Linked DNA regions of Mus musculus: region 2 is linked to region 1. The links are chromatin contacts, called in public HiChIP or PLAC-seq maps. All regions are on one chromosome and are shown on one strand. The core of a region is the stretch at or near the end of the contact, and the rest is flanking DNA. Distances in the headings are between cores, read along the strand shown. Region 1 holds the start of Zfp964 (zinc finger protein 964). Region 2 holds the start of Hapln4 (hyaluronan and proteoglycan link protein 4).

The links. HiChIP or PLAC-seq counts read pairs in DNA pulled down with a chosen protein or histone mark.
Region 2: a FOXA1 HiChIP or PLAC-seq map of pancreatic cancer cells shows a contact between it and region 1. The contact joins the promoter of Hapln4 here to the promoter of Zfp964 in region 1. A contact is called at or near these places in 1 of 39 promoter capture datasets (cranial neural crest), 1 of 115 datasets of contacts at active chromatin or transcription factors (pancreatic cancer cells) and 1 of 9 other capture datasets (liver).

What each region holds. Positions count from the first base shown.
Region 1 is chr8:69,652,787-69,656,534 of GRCm38.p6, reverse strand. It overlaps Zfp964 (zinc finger protein 964), which reads right to left and starts at 1,979. Exons shown (of 4, transcript NM_001177527.1): 1 at 1,939-1,979. The coding sequence starts at 1,941.
Region 2 is chr8:70,081,564-70,085,311 of GRCm38.p6, reverse strand. Hapln4 (hyaluronan and proteoglycan link protein 4) reads right to left here and starts at 1,783. Exons shown (of 5, transcript NM_177900.4): 1 at 1,749-1,783; 2 at 772-892; 3 at 168-530. The coding sequence starts at 1,751.

The sequences.
Region 1 (3,748 bases), core at 730-3,229:
TGCTGACAGGAGTCTGATACAGCTGTCTCCTGTGAGGCTCTGCCAGTGCCTAGCAAATACAGAAGTGGATGCTTACAGTCACCCATTGGACGGAGGACAAGGTCTCCAATGAAGGAGCCAGAGAAAGTACCCAGGGAGCTGAAGGGGTCTGAAGCCCCATAGGAGAAATATCAATATGAACTAACCAGTACCCCCAGAGCTCCTTGGAACTATACCACCAATCAAAGAAAACACATGGTGGAACTTGTGGCTCTAGCTATATATATAGCAGAGGATGGCCTAGTCTTTCATCAATGGGAGGAGAGACCCTTGGTCCTTTGAAGGCTCTACACCCCAGTATAGGGGAATGCCTAGGCCAGGAATGGGAGTGCATTGGGGAGCAGGGGGAGAGGGGAGCAGATAGGGGATTTTCAGAGGGGAAACTAGGAAAGGGGATAGTATTTGAAATGTAAATAAAAAAATAAAATAAAAAATACTACAAAAAAAGAAAGTTGTAGTTTTAAAACTGCAAAGCTTGCTTTAAAAAAAATCAGTTTTTTTTTTAAACCATTCCTTTCTGTGTGCATGTGTGGCTATGCATTGCCATGATGCATGTATGAGGTGAAGGGACAGGAGTTCAAAGAAATTCTGTGGTTCTCGATTCTCTCCTTCTACCAAGTGGCTTATAAGGATTAACCCCAGGTCTCTGGGCTTGGCAGCAAAAGATGCCACCCACAGAGAGATTCGGAGGAACCAAGAACCTAAGTATTTTGTTTTTTTCTTTCTTCCTTTTGAGATAGGTTCTCACTATGTAATCCTGACTTGCCTGAACTCACGACATAGACCTGGCTGACCTAGAACTTACAGAGATCCACCTGCTTCTGTCTCCAGAATACTGGGATGAAAGGTGACTCCCAACCAGCTCAGCAAGAATCTAAGTTCTAAAAGGAAAACCTTGTTCACTTGATGGTAAGCGCCTTGAAACACTCAGGGTCACACCACCTAAGGAACACCAGTGAACACCTGGTCAGACTGAAAACTGCTGCGGAAAGTCATGGAATTGCAAGGATGTTAGAATACGGGTACAGCCCTGGGAAAGAGCAAAGCAGAGATTCATGATTCACAACTTCAAAACTGACTTAAAAGCAATTATCATTAAGATAGGATAAAGCTGCAGATAGGCCTAAGGAGTAATAGAGCACTTACCCAGCATGCTATGCAAAGCTGTTGCATCTAACTTCCAGACTGTGGGTGGGAAGGAGTAAATATTTTTTAAGAAAAGAAAAAATAAACTATACTAGGCTCTGTGACAACCTGAGTTCTATCCGTTAATCGCGGAAGGACAGCACTCATTCCATAAAGTTGTCCTGTGACCTTACACCTTCCTCACTCTACACACACACCGGGGACACACACCAATAAATAAGGCTGATTTAAGTAGGAGAGAGGGAGGGGGAAGGAGAGAGCTGCAGCGCACGGCAGGGGTCCTCCACTTCGTCTACTCGCTAGTCCCGCTCCACGTTTCTCTCCCTTGTCCTGGGGCAGCCCAGGCTGTCCCCTCTCCTCCAACAGCTGCGGGTTTACTGTGAAGCCCGCACGCAGGGTTACAAGTGAGTGCGACGTTAAGCTGTCACAACCCGCACTAGGAGAAACCTGCGCCGTCGAAGGAGCTGTGGGCAGACCAGCTCAGCACCGAGCGACCCCGCCCACGCGGGTGCTCTGGGCTCTGCAGCGTGCTGCCCTCGTCTCTCCGGGCCAGCCTGGCTCCCTCTGGCCAGCCGCAATCCGTCCGGGGGGAGCTCGCGGCTTCGCCTTTTAAACTCTAATCTTCGCACCAAGCCGAACTTTCCCAGACGCTGGACCCACCCCTCCCCCAGTCCCAAGGAGGACCCACCACCCCGGCTCCCGCGGCTCAGCCGGCCGCTCTTCCCCTTCTGGGGACTTCGGCCCTGCGCTCACCATGGCGCGGCTTCGAGCTCGGCCGCGCTCCCCTTAGCTACGGGCCGCAGTGGCCACAGCGAAGGGGGCCGAACCCGCTGCGCCTTCTCCGCTTCCCAGCGGAATGCACAGCGGGATTGCGATGGAGCCCGCCTCCCACCGCTCCCTGGCGCTCCTGATTGGATGGCTTGTCTGGAGGCCCTGATTGGCTAGGGCCCGACTTCGCTCAGCTCGGGAGAGATTTGCATAAAAGCCAGACCTGCCTGCTTCTTGCTGGGTACTTTAGTCTTCGGTGATCTCAAAAGCTTAGTTCCTATTGGTCTTGGGTCGTTGGTGTCCACAGTGCATTTACCAACTCAACGTCCAGTGTAGTGATTTCTTGCTTCAGACCTAGAATTGTTATAGGACCTTGGGTATGATGTATTCCGTGGACCTGGATTTTTATTCAGGGAAGCCAAAAAAAAATTTTTTTTTTTTTAAGGCGTGAGCGCCACCACTGCCTGGCTCCTTTTATTTTATTTTATTTTTTTTAAAGATTTATTTATTATTTTATGTAAGTACACTGTAGCTGTCTTCAGACACACCAGAAGAGGGAGTCAGATCCCGTCATGGATGGTTGTGAGCCACCATGTGGTTGCTGGGATTTGAACTCTGGAAGAGCAGTCGGGTGCTCTTACCCACTGAGCCATCTCACCAGCCCGGAAGCCAAAATTTTTGATAGTGGTCTGTCAAGTGGGGCTTGGTGGTTGGTACAAGTCCCCTTAATCCCAGCACTCATTCTGCTGGCAGCGAAAGACAGATCTCTGTGAGTTCTAGGCCAGCCTGGTCTACATTGTAAAAATCTGGGCTAGTTAAAGTTGCACAAAGTCTGGTCATTGTTAGAGGCCAGAACACACTGGCTCCTCATCAGCTCTTTCTGGTAGAGTTATTAAGACGCTATCTGTACTGTGATTTTACAACTCTTAACTTATAATTCAGTCCAGTATCTGGTCCTCTGTGCTCAACTTCACAGCTGGAAATAAGATAATAACAAATTCCAAGCGACTGGAGAAAAATGAAGGCGTTTTAAATATTCAGTTCTTCAGAGAGACACGGAACCTTAGAGAAAAGGCAAAAACGGCTGTGAATTTTGGCACAAGATTTTTTTTTTTAAGTCCCCCTGGGGGAGAAATTTCTGTTCTTTGTTTCTCACAGGCCAGTTCTGCTATTTTCTCAAATTTCCCATCTCCCTGGCTTAGGGTACAAAGCCTTATCTAAGGAATAACTCGGGATTTGAGGCTTCCTCTTTTCCTTATCATGATTTAAGTTACATAGTAAACCATGGGTAACTCCAAGTCTCATTATGGGCCGGTACCAGCCAGCGCTTGGAAGAAACATGCCCAGCACCTACTGCTTATCTGTAACTGGTGAACTCTAAATGCACTTTATACTGAAATGGACAATGACAGTCCAATTCAGTGGTTCTTGACCTGTGTGTCATCAGATCATCAGAAAACACATATTTACATTATGATTCACAGTAGTAGCAAAATTATAGTTTATACAGTAGCCAAGAAAATAATTTTATGGTTGGGGGGATCACCACATCATGATGAACTATTAAAGGTCATGGCATTAGGAAGGGTGAGGACCACTGTCTCACACCATCACATATGCTAGCTCAGACTAAATCATGTGGTGTTTAACTTTAATTTTTTCAAAACCTATTTTTAATGATGGTTCTTAAATGCTTTAGCCTTCCTTCTAGCCCACCACCCTCCAGAGGTAGTGGAAAAGAAAGGATACAGGAGAAGTGGACCTGTTTAGAAAGGTTCTTTGGAGAACCTTCCAT
Region 2 (3,748 bases), core at 534-3,033, 430 kb before region 1:
GCCTCTTCTGGCCCTAACCACAGGCATATATTAGTATACACATACATTAAATAAGAGCTGTAATTTTTAAATGAGCTATTCCCCTGCCTGACAAAATCTCTACCGAAACAACCTCATTCAGTTTGCCCCCCACTGTACCCCTTTTTCTCTGCCCATGCTGTGGTCACCTTCCAGATCCAGCTTGACCATGCCGACGTCATCCTCCAGCTCATTGGTGACCTCGCACTCGTAGCGCCCGTAGTCCTGAAGGGTGACATTTCGGAGGACCAGGGAGGCATCCCCAGGTCCGTCATTCTGCAGTTCGGCCCGCCCTCGGTAGGGACCGAAGGCTCGATGCTGGGGACCCAGAGCCACGAAGACATCGGCGAAAGCCAAAGGGTCTACCACTTTCGTCCACTTGAGGCGGACGCCGTCGTGACCGTGGGCGGCCGCCTCGTAGTGGTAACGGCAGGGTAAGACAATGGTACCACCGCGGTGGCTCACCACCTGCCCCGGCGCCGTCTGCACCACCACGGAACCGGACTCGCCCTCTGCGGGGCGACCAATCAGGGGTCAAAGGTGCGGTAGGGTCCCTCAGGGAGAGGATGTGGGTCTAGGATGGGAAAGGAGCTCAGAGATTGAATGTAGGGGACCATGGCAATCCGCCACCCCATCCCACTCCCATCGTTCACTCTAGGCCACCGCTGTGTGTGTGTGTGTGTGCGCGCGCGCGCGCGCGCACGCGTGTATTGGGGATTGCAGGGGATGACCAGAGCTTCCCACAAAACTCACCCAGCACGTGCACGACTTTCTTCCTGCCACGCTGCGCCCCTGCGAGCACGGGGACCAGCAGCAGGAGTCCCCAGGCCACGGCCCAGAGTGCGCGGTGACCGAGGGCTCCTGGAGCACACGCCTGCGGGTACAGGAGCTGCTTCCAGCTGTACTGCCCCAACAGCCCCTAGCTCTGCCAGCCCTCCCCAAAAGGGTCTCAGGCGCGAATCAACCGTGGAACTGACGGAGGGTCAGGAGATTTCCTTTCGTCTTCCCTAAGTCCCTGCCCCCGTTACGGGAGCGCACGGGAGGGGGAGCAGCAGCGCGGACCGGGGCCGCAAGGTTATCAGCGCGCCAGGAGACTGCAGCAAGCCCGGCAGCACGAGCGGGGGTTGGGGATAGAGGGACAGGATTGGAGAGGTGGGGGGCAACGGGCTACTGAGCCAGGCCAGGAGAGATAGAGGGAGCGAGACCCAGAGTTGAGACACAGAGACAGAGACAGAGACACAGGAACTCAGAGGAAGAGATTCAGAGATAGAGACTCAGAGACAGACACCCGGAGACAGCGGCAAAGACAGAGAGAGACCCAGAGACTCGGAGACAGAGACGCAAAGATGCACTCAGAGACACAGAGATGCAGAGACACAGAGATAGAGACGCAGAGATAGAAACTCATAAATAGAGACGCAGAGACAGTGACCCAGAGACTCAGAGACAGTGACCCAGAGACGCAAAAATAGAGGTGTAGGATCAGAGATGCAGAGACTCAGAGGTAGAGGAAGGAGATACTAGTGGGAGAGACACGGAAAAAGAATAAGTGAGCGCTCTTCTCCACCACCACCCCCAAACATGGGGGAGACATTGAAGAGGCAGAGAAAGGGAAAGTGCCAAAGAAAGAGAAAGAGGAGGCAAGAGGAAAAGAGAGGGCGGAGAGAGGCAGAGAGAAGAGAGACAGAGACAAATGTGAGATTCGAAAACCAGTGCAGCGTGGCACTCACCATCCTGGTCGTGGCCCTTGCTGAGCGGCCAGTGCGCTTCCCCAACTGCGCACGCGCACAGCGGTCTGGCCAGCTGGTCCTGCCGGTCGCGCAATCCGGGCGTCTGCCTGCAAGCAGAGGAGGGCGCTTTAAAGGTGCCGCGCGCGCGTGCGCACGCACAGCACGGGGTGGGGGTGGGACAACCCTCACCCCCCAGCACGGGGAATTGAGAGCACTGTAATAGTGACCCATCCCAACCTCTCACCCACGAGGACTAAGTTGACTAGTTTCACTGGACTGAGCTGGTACTCCACACCTGGGATGACAGGCGTGCTGCCGCATAGGAGTCCCATATAACCACCCAGTGAGCAGAAGGGTAAACTAAGATGGTCGGCCAAGCTCCTTAATCAAGTCTTCCAGCTCCTGCCAGCACAGGAAAGACTCAAGTCCACGAGCCTCCCTGCCACCCCAACACACTTTATTTTATGGTAGAGACACACAACTGTTACTCAAGTATTCTGGAGGGAGAAAGGAGAACCAGCAGTTTAAAGTTATCTTCTGCAGGTTCGAGGTCAGCCTAGGATGAGAAGGAAAAAAGGGAAGGGGTTTGGAGCTAGTCTCTAATCTCAGCAGAGGCAGGTAGACAGCAAGCTTGAGACGAGCCTGGCCTATCTCCAGGCCATGTGTTAGCTGGAGGCTGAGGCTGAAGCTCAGTTGGAGAAGGGATCGCTTAGCATGCCTGTGGTTCTGGGTTCCAGAGGGAGGCTAGTCATTTCAACACCAGAGAGGCTGCGGTGGGGTTAGGAATTTAAAGTCATCTTTGGGCCAGTTGTGGTGGTACATGCAGGTAAAACATGCTAAGAGGCAAGAGGCAGAGGTAGGACAATCATGCGTTTGAAGCCTCATTTGTTGCTTCTGTGACGGCACACGCCTTTAGTCTCAGCACTTGGGAGGCAGAGGCAGGCGGATCTCTGTAAGTTAGAGGCCAGCCTGTTCTACGTAGTAAGTTCCAGGACAGCCAGAGCTACTATGAGAGAACTTATCTCAAAATAACTAATTGAGGAAAGTAAAGTTACCTTGGGCTACAGTGGGAATTTAAGGCCTGCCTGGGATACATAGGACCTTATTTTCTACAGAGTTCCAGGACAACTAGAGTTACACAAAGACCTTGTTAAAGAGGAGGAGGAGGAGGAGGAGGAGGAGGAGGAGGTGGGGGAGGAGGTCAGGGAAAGCCAGGCATGGAGGTATAAGAGAGGCTAAGGCAGAAGGATAGCAAGTTTGAGGCTAGCCTGGGCTCCACAGCCAGATGCTATGGCTTTTCTAGGCTAGACTGGAGTAAGTCTTCTCTTCACCGGCAGCAGTACAAGGGCTTGGTTAAGGGCCTGGGCCGGCCAGTCTTGCTTTACCCATCTGCTCACTGGGCAATCACCCAAGAAACCCAGGGCCCAGAGGAACAGGTCTAAGTTCCACTCTTTACCTTGCCTGAGGCAGACCTCTCAGCCTGCACAGGTCTCTGGGCAAGGTAGGAACTGTTATGACTGTGTTTCCACTAGAAAACTGGTAAACAGTTGGCCCTGCCCAGAGGCTCAGGGCCCCAGTCATCTGCAAACTCCATTCTTCAACCAGTTTCCAGATGCAAGACAGGAAATGGAGACCGGTTTTCCAGCCCTTTGCTGTCTAGCCAGGCTCAGTTGCCCTGGGAAGTTAGGCTGGAAGTCAGTTCATAACTTAGCTGTGCTCAGGTGTGACCTTGGGCTAGAATCGTCTCTAGATGCCTAACTCCACTGCATGGCTAGTTATGCTCCTCTCCATGTGTGGTGGTTTGAATAGGTGTGACACCTGTAGAGTTATGTGGTTGCATGCTTGGCCCACAGGGAGTGACACTATTAAGGGGTGTGTCCTCCTTGGAGTATGTGTGGCCTTGGGCCTTGGAGAGAGTGTGTCACTTTAGGGGTAGGTTTTGAGATCTCATGTTGCCAGAATCAGTCCTCTTCTGGACTTCATTTTGGGTCAAAATGAAG